Regions from separate parts of the Mus musculus genome. Here region 1 is linked to region 2. Evidence: chromatin contacts called from public HiChIP or PLAC-seq data. All regions are on one chromosome and are shown on one strand. The core of a region is the stretch at or near the end of the contact, and the rest is flanking DNA. Distances in the headings are between cores, read along the strand shown.

Region 1 (4,529 bases), core at 259-2,758, 89 kb after region 2:
CCTGCTCCACCCCCAGCACAATACACAGCAAATGGCCAACAGATGTTGGCTTTGATCATCTTGATTCTGCAAGTTTCGGCCACCCTGACATTTTTGTGCCTGTGCTAAGCATCTCATTTGCCCGACACATTCCACTGGGGAAGATAATAAACTGCTTAATAAGACACCTCACGCATAATATGGAACAGACGCTACTGAGAAAAACAGGACACTCGGGGAGAGATCAGGCTACAGGAAGCTAGACGACGTGGAAAGAAATGAGGCAGTGGTGTAACTCATCTAGTAGATTGCTCTCTTAGCACAAACCAAGCCCTGGGTTCTATCCCGAAAATGGCACAGAACTGGTGTGCCAGTGGCACATGCTTGTCATCCGAGGAGGCAGATTTAGGAAGACGGAGAGTTCAAGACCAGCCTGGTCATACATAGTAAGATTGAGGCCAGCTTGGGCCATACAAGAGTTGGAGTAGGGAGCATGACACAAAGACAGATGGACAAGCACAGCTCCCCCAGAGCCAGAATGAGGCTCAGAGGAAGAGTAGTTCCCTTCATAAGAGATCCTCCATCGAGTCGGTGATTCCCTGTGTCAAGGACTGAAGACTTCTGCATAGTTAAGTCTGTGCCTTTGAGCAACAGCCTCAACTTCACAGAACCTCAGATTCCCCACCTACGAAACGAGATCAACAACAGGGGGGTAGGTAAGAGTCCAGCCTAAATTAGATGCTCTACTTGGGAGGGTCTGACCCTGCACCCAACTCTCAAGTCCAGTTCCAGCAACTCTGGCTTAGAGGTACCACACACACACACACACACACACACACACATCCACATGACTTCCAAGGCCTTTGGATCCGCAGTCCTAGGGACTCAACCCTGCCCTGCAGTCCTAGGGACTCAACCCAGGGAGGCCCTCTGAGAGGGCAGCACTGGGAACTGGGACTCTGTAGAACCCTGTAAGGCAGAAAAGTTGCGAATGGGGAGGGAATGGTATATGTCCTGAAGGGGAACTCCAAGGGCCGGTAGGGCACGGGTAGCCTAGCCCTGGGATCCCCTGAGCCACGTCTTCCCAATAAGCCCCTTAAAGAGTAACCCGCGGGGTTCCTCTGATCGGCCAGGAGCGGGAACTGCAGAGTGGGAAAGGGAAACAGCCTGGATCCTTTGCTGGCCCCCTGGGCTGGACACTAGACACGAACTCTCCTCTGTCGACCCCCTGTACTGAGACTCTTGCCCGGGTTAATGCGTGGGCACTGCCCCGGGACCCTCCGCCTCCTACCCCCATGCTCACCTGCAGCCCACGTCCAGAGGAATCCCGCTCCTCGCCGGCTGCCGAGGCTGACAGCTGGTGGTCCCTGCAGACCTGAGAAGGCTACTACGTGTGAAGACCGGCGAGCTCTTCCGAGTGGGACGCCCTGGCTGTCCCACGATTCCCTCCGGGAGAACGTCCCTGGGGCCCCAGAGGAAAGGGAAGTGAGCCCGCCGTCCCCGTTGCTGCAATGGTTCGCCCCGGACTTCCTGATTGGCCCGTCGCTTCCGTTCGAACGGCGCGCCACCCGGGTTGCCAGGCAACATCAGGAGCCGCAGATGCAGCAGGGCGACTGCTGCCCGGAGCCCAGCTGGCCGCTTGGCCTTCCGGCTGCCCAGGCCTTGGCAGACCTTTCTTCTCTTCCAGCTGGACTTCCTCGGTCTCCAGCTGCAAGAGTTACTAGTCCCAAATTTGTTTGCTTGGTTTTGCACAGGCACTAGTACCAATATTTTTGGGGTTTTGAGGCAGGGCCTTCACACATAACTAGCCTAGCCCAGGCTGGCCACAACCTCCTTAGTACTAGGATTATAGGTCTATGCCATACCTAGCTTTCTCTCCCTTCACTTTTTTCTTTGGAGGCAGGGTCTCACCAAGTTGCCCAGGCTGACTCGGAATTCATGCGTTTTGCCCAAGTAGTCCTCACACTTGCTGCCTGACTTAAGTCTCCCCATGAGTTGGTACTAAGTGACCACCCCCCAAACTAGGCCCTACTTCCAACTCAGCAGCTACCTCTCTGTGTGTTTACCCACAATCCTCTCTCCCTCTCTGTTCCCCTAACCTGAAATGGCAAGTCAATCCTCAAACGGGCACACCCGTAGCTCCCACTGTGCTTATCAAAACCAGATCAATTATAGACGTCGATCCTGGGAAAGAAGCTGAATCGAGCTTTCTACATAATTCTTGTCAGGACTCATGACCCAGCTCTGAGGTACCTACCTTCAACGCCGCTTTCCAGCTGGGAATACCATGCATTAACTTACAACGATTAGATTAAACGACATTTAAGAACAATGGGAGAATGCTAAGGAAGTGTCATGTTTTAAGCATACTTCAAAACTCTCTGTACAGCATAGATAGATATTAAATACATAACCATACTATTTAAATAAACATAGCCTATTTACAATAACAAACAGCAACTAATTCCTTTACACTTAAAAGATAATACTTTTATTCATTCATTGAGAATTTAATACATAAACACAGTGTATTTTAGTCGTATTTACCGCACTCTCTCCCCTTAACTCCTCCTACACCCACCCTCTCTTCCTCCTGTTTTTGTTTTTTTAAAAGGCACCAAGTCTAATCTGCTGCAACCCTTTAAAAAACTGACTTTCCTTCCCCCAGAAACATTCAGCTATAACTAACTAGCTCCTCCAGTGGGGGCTCATAGCCTCTCCCCTCTCTGTACTGAAATGTTAACTGGCTTGATCATGTACAGACAACCACAGCTGCTGTGGTTTGCCGGCGCAGTGGCCCTGAAGTGCCCACAAGAGTCTGTTTTACTCTGGTCCTCTCTGACCTCTGGCTCTTACAGTCTTTCCGTCCTGATTTGATACATATTTCACACCGGTGGCAGAGCCCTCCACAGACTCTTATTCCCAGCCCCTCGACCAGTTGTGCTGTCCATGGCACAGAAAACCTTCTCTGATGGCGTCTGTAAGCTGCATTAGTTTTATGGATATAGAGTGAATTTAGAAGGCAGTTTGATAGTGTGACCATTTAGCAAATAATAGCAGTAGGTTCACCCTGGGACCAGTAGGCTCCCTAACCATGGGTTCTTGGCCAGATTTGCAATACCAGACATGCACATCCTCCTGTGGAACAAGCTGTAAGTCCAACCAAAACGCTGTTGGCTACCACGAAAGCATTTGTGCCTTGCTGGTCACTATTGCAGTTCAGAGGATTCACATCTGGGTAAGACTGCTGACATCTCTTCTCTCCCAGCAGCCTACACTGCACCTCTGGCTCTGTGAAAGCTAACCTGCAGGAAAGATGCTGCCTCTCAGCACTTAGCTTCTTATTCATACTTCTGTGACATTTGCAAATTTCCAAGTCTTGAACTGTCACAGAATTTTTTAAACTTTTGTTTGTATGTGTGTGTGTGATGCATTCATACATGTGTATTGCAGGATATTTGATCACACTGTGAACCCCCAGACTGTGTTAGTTACTGAAAAAAAAAATCTGTCTCTAGTTGTGGTGTGGCTCAGCCCTTAGCACACACCTTTAATGCCAAACAACAAAGGTGAAGTTAGTTTGTAGAAGGAAGCATCGATGTTTGAAAGTGATGTCTAGTTGAGCGGCAGATAAAGTGATGAATCAGAGAAAGATTTGACAGAATAGGATATGCCCAACTCTCAGGAGAAGAGAGAGGACAGGGAAGATACTTGGGGGCATTGCAGAGAGAGGAAGGAGGCAGTTTGACCAGGACAGTTGTACGGAGACAGGTTAAAGAGAGAACAAGCTAGACACAGATGGAGATAGATACAATGAGCCAGAGAATAAAAAGGAGCCAAAGATTAGAACAGATTTCTAGAATTAACATGAGGCCAAGCTAAGCAATTCAGGAGAGAGAGGGGGAGAGAGAGAGGGAGGGAGAGAGAGAGAGAGAGAGAGAGAGAGAGAGAGAGAGAGAGAGAGAATGAATCAGTCAACTTAGAGAGAAATTTGAGCCAGAACAGCTGAGTTAACCAGCCAGCCAGAGTTAAGAAGGAACAAGAAAGGGTGAGCTTATTCAACAGCAAGTCTCAGGCTGAAAACATTCTAGGCCTAGATAAGATTGTTCAAAGGCTAGAAGCTTTTGGGACTATGCCTAGGTTAGCAGATAGAGACAGTAATCCTCTCAGATAATTACTACATGAGAATAAAAGTTATATTTACACACGTGTGTTTAGGACATGTGTACACAGAGACTAGAAGAGGAATTTGGGTATCCTGTTCTCTGTGTCTCTGTCTCTGTCTCTGTCTCTGTCTCTGTCTCTCTCTCTCCAGGCTCTCTCTATGTAGCCCTGGCTTTCCCAGAGCCTGTTATATAGATCAGACACACAGATGGCCTCTTACCTCTGCCTTACTCTCTTTTGATTTTAGTTTATGTTTTTGCATTTTCTCCTGGGGGCAGGGAAGTGCACTCACCAGTGTGCATGCACAGGTAAAGGACAACGTATAGAAATCAGTTCTCTCCTTCTATCTTGTAGGTTCTAGGGATCTAAGCCTGGTCATCCACCTG
Region 2 (4,500 bases), core at 1,215-3,714:
TGGAAGAGTTAAGGTCCCTGGGGCACGTTCTTGAGACCTCCCTTTTCTCCTCCTTCTTCTCCCTCCCCCTCTGAAGTGAGGATGCCACACACATACTCCTGCTGCCACCATGTTCTGCCCAGACACACGATGCTGAGCAACCGTGGATGGACTGAAACCTCCGGAGTCATGCGCCAAATAAAAAGAAGCCTTGCTTAAGTCCTGTTCTCAGGGGCTTCCTCACAGTGATAGAAATGCCTGTGAATACAGTATCTCGGGGCTGGAGAGATGCTCAGTGGTTAAGAGCACTTACTGCTCTTGCAGAGAATGAGGTTCAGTTCCCAGCACCCACATGGTGGTACTCTAGTTCCAGGGGATTCTCACACCCTTTGCTGGCCTCCACAGGCACTAGCCAGGCTCATGGCTCACCAACATAAAGGAAATGTGAGTGAGTGAGTGTGTGTGTAAGTATGCATGTATGTATGTATAACTAAAAATAAATAAAGATAATAAATATAGTATCTTTTAAAATATTTTGTCTGTTTTTATTGGATCATTTTCTTCTTACTGAGTTGTGAAAGCTTTCTCTCCTTTCTTTTTCTTCATAGACAGAGATCAAGTATAGAAATAGAGACAAATAAATGAACAGGTAGATAAACGGTATCTTCTAAGTGCAGTCCTTTTACCGATGCTGGTTTCGCCTACATATTCTAATCTCTGGTTTATCTTCTTATGTTTTCAACAGTCAATGCCATTAGAACAGGACTTTTATATTTTATTGTTGCTGGGGATTTTGTTGTTGTCTTGGCTTGGGGGTGGTTTATTTGTTTGCTTGACACAGGGTCTTGTTTCCCAGGCTGGCCTTGAAGTTGCTGTATAGCCAAGGATGACCTTGAACTCCTAATCCTCCTGCCTCCACCTCCTGAATGTTAAACCACCAGGAAAGGTTCCAAATCTTTATATTTTAAGTCAACAGTTTCAAATTTTTAATCTCATAGTTTTTGCGTCTTGTCTAAAACTTCTTGGCTTGACCAAAAGTCACGGCAGATTTTCTCTTGTTTTAGGTCTAGAAATTGTCTGGCTTTAGGTTTTCTTCTTAGATCTTGGCTCTCTTCTTCAAGGTCTTCCTGTGTGTGAGGTGAGGTGGTGGTGAGCCGGTCTTCCTTTCTTAATTTTCTTTTTCTTACTTTCTTATTTCTTTTTTTAAAAAAGTCTTTTTTTTCTTAATTTGTGTGTGTGCAAGAGTGTATGCAGCCATCAGTGTGTTTGTGAGTGAGTGTGTGTGTGCATGAATGTGTGTGCATAAGTTTGTGCGTGCGTGTATATACTCATGAGCGTGTTTGTGCATGAGTGAGTGTGTGTGCTTAAGTGTCTCTATGTGTGTGCATGAGTGTGTATGTATGTATGCATGAGTGTGTATGTATGTGTGTATGAGTGTGTATGTGTGTGTGTGTTGCTACTACATGAATGTGTGGAGGTCATCGAACAACTCCTCCTTCTGTGTCAGTTCCAGGGATTGAACTCAGGTGCTCAGCCTTGGTAGCCAGTGCCTTTGCTTGCTGGGCCATCGCTCAGATTCTTTTCTGTTTTAATATGAGTATAAAAATGCAGTTTTACTCCTGGAAAAATTATCCTCCATGAGTGCTGGGGGGTTGCTCAGCTGGTAGAAAGAAGATAAAGTTTAGATACCCAGAACCCATGTAGACACAGTAGCATGACTGTAATCCTAGAACTCTTATGCCAAGATGGGAGGCAGAGGTGGGAATGCCAGAAAGCTCCCAGGCTGGGCTACACAGTAGCAACAGGAGACCCTTTTTTAAAAAAGAGATGGAAGATGAGGAACAAAACCAAGGCTGGCCTCTGGCCTCCACACACATACTGCAGTGTATGCATAAAAGAAAAAGGGAAGGAAAGAAGGAAGGAAAGAGAGAGAGAGAGAGAGAAAGAGAGAGAGAGAGAGAGAGAGAGAGAGAGAGAGAGAGAGAGAGAGAGAGAGAGAGAGAACTCTACCCTGCGCCATGTTTAGTGGCACATGCCTGTGATCCTAACACTCTGGAGGCTGAGGCAGGATGATTAGGAGTTCAAGGGTATTTTGGACTAAGTATCCAAGAGAGAGAAGGAGAGGGTGTCAGGGAGAGAGGGAGGGAGGGAGGGAGGGAGGGAGGGAGGGAGGGAGGGAGGGAGGGAGGGAGGGAGGGAGGGAGGGAAAGGATTGTCTACCCTGCACAAATGTACAAGATGATATTTATTGCAACTTTGACTCAAAGAGAAAACACCAGAAGCCACCTGTGCCCCTAGCCTGCAGACTGCCCCCCGGGGGGGGGGGCGCATGCTGGCCTGCCAGCGCTGTGGAAAACTACAGCAACAGCACTGGTATTGGCTGTCAGCCACGTGCATCTGCAGGGGCTGGATGGAATCCACTCTGGTTGATCAGTGCCCACGCTGAACTCCATGTGTTTTGAAAGCATCTTCATTGAGCATCAGAAAGAATGCAGTTGTCCCAGTGGGATATAGGGACATCCCTGGAGAATTCTGTCAGGACAGCAAAAGCCAGCACAGGCCTGTGTGTTGAACCAAAGCTCACCATCTGTGCATTTCCTTAACTGTGAATAAGACATACCTAGGACGTTTTACAGGGAACTGGCCACAATGTGACCTCTGGGAGCAGAGCTGGCATCTTCGGGGACTGGAGTCAGGGACAAGTGTCCCTTGGTAACACTGAGATTTCAGGCTGTGCTTGGGGACTGCATCCTCAGAAAACTAATAGAAAATAGAAGCTGTTTCCCCAGAGGTTGCTGAGGGGAGGCCATTCCCTCCTGCTTCCTAAGATCCATCCACGGGGCAGATCAGCTCAATGGAGTGACCACTGGGGCTGAACCAAGGTGCTGTGTCAGGTAGCCTCTGGGATCAAGAGCCACTGAGGAGCCTTCAGTTCATCCTGCCCCTAAGGAGACCCTGACAAAGTTGCTCTGTGGCCAGCTCAGAGGCCAGTCCATCTGGAAGCTATCTGTGCCCTGGGCAGAGAGGAGGACAGTAGAAGAGGGTGGTGGATGGGGGGGGGGGGAGGGAGGAAGGAGGGGGGGGAGAGCAAATGGTCCTGGGTACATACTCATCTGCTTCTCATGAAGGCTGAACTGTGGACTGGGCCCCAGCCATGGAAACCTTGTATGCCAGCCAGATCCAGCCACCCTCCCCACGGGGACAGAGCGGTCCCACATAAGACCCATGAGGAGAGGGTGGAGGTAAGGGTTGAGAGGCAGACAGCCTGGCTGCAGCCCCATACCTCACAGATCCCCTGGTTCCCTTTCTGGTAGGGATTCCATAAGCAGGCAACCTTCCCTCACACACACACACACACACACACACACACACACACACACACACACACACACACCTCCTCGTCTCCGTCACAGGGCAGGTGACTACACCAGAAGCTGAAGCATCCAGTGACGATCCAACCAATCTCTGTCCACTCATTTACATTCCACAGCAGCTCTCTGAACCAGGCACCCCGACTAGCTAGGCACTTCTCATGACCCCACCAAGGTTCAGAGACATTGAGTAACTTGCCCAGAGTCACACAGCCTGCAGATGGCAGAAACTGGGTGTGAACCTGGGTGCCTGACTCCAGAAATATCCTACATCCAAACACTACTGAACCATCCTTTGCACATGTGGACCCAGGTGCTGTCGGTATTTGTGACAGAGTGCCCTAGGATGGAGGCGAGAACTTGTTTCTACCAGTACTGATTGCCAAGGCCACAGAGGAACAGCCATCTCTAGCAACTGGAAATGAACAAGGTGAGGGGCCTGGGCGTTGGGGAAGGCCAGTGGGATGTCAGCCTTGTGTTTGGGAATCACCTAGGACGCAGGTCTCCAAGGAGGATCAGCTGAGAAGGAAAGACTCACTTGAATATAGGTAGCACCATCCCATGGGGCGGGAAGGGTGAGAACAAGCATGAGAACCTGAGTTCAAATCCCCTGAACCTATCTATGTTTTTTTTTTAAAAAGAAGAGAACTGAGCAGGGCAGTCCACACCTATAATCCAGTCCAGTTGGAGCTACAGGATCAGTGAAAAACCCTATCTCACTGGACCAAGGTGGAGAGAGGTTGAAGAAGACACCTAATGTTAACCTCTGCTCTTGACACTCTCTCTCCCTCCCTCTCTCCCCCTTCTCTCCCCCTCTCTCTCTCCTTCTTTCCAGCACACACACATATCCATGCACACCAGCACACACAGTGTTCACACATATCCACACATATATTTATACACAGCAGCATCGGTCCAACTCTGTCCCCTTCCTGCAGTGACAGTGCCACCCCACGCTCCCACAGTCGTGGATGCCCTTGCATTCATGGGCTGTAACTTTGAACTGTGAGCCCAAATTAGACCCTTCCTCCTGCGAGCTGCCTCTAGCCTTGTGTTTGATCACATCAGTGAGAAAAGTAACTCATAGAAGCGGGGGAGGGGAGGGGAGGGCATTGGGAACTCCACACGAGGACACAGTCTAGACCAGCCT

The links. HiChIP or PLAC-seq counts read pairs in DNA pulled down with a chosen protein or histone mark.
Region 1: an H3K4me3 HiChIP or PLAC-seq map of neural progenitor cells shows a contact between it and region 2, with 6 times the contacts expected there. The contact joins the promoter of Fam110a here to the enhancer-like site in region 2. A contact is called at or near these places in 7 of 39 promoter capture datasets (3T3-L1-derived adipocytes, cranial neural crest, embryonic stem cells and 3 more), 2 of 484 Hi-C or Micro-C datasets (cortical glia and nephron progenitors) and 13 of 115 datasets of contacts at active chromatin or transcription factors (bone marrow-derived macrophages, craniofacial prominence, embryonic forebrain and 8 more).

What each region holds. Positions count from the first base shown.
Region 1 is chr2:151,978,711-151,983,239 of GRCm38.p6, forward strand. It overlaps Fam110a (family with sequence similarity 110, member A), which reads right to left and starts at 1,509. Exons shown (of 2, transcript NM_146127.3): 1 at 1,283-1,509.
Region 2 is chr2:151,888,802-151,893,301 of GRCm38.p6, forward strand. No RefSeq gene overlaps it. Among named protein-coding and RNA genes, the nearest start is that of Angpt4, 20 kb to the right of the region's middle. Within about 2 kb of position 2,465, at least 11 of the 459 cell types and tissues checked have an H3K27ac peak or open chromatin away from gene starts, as enhancers often do. A contact at or near this core is called in cortical glia and neural progenitor cells, where this site is marked.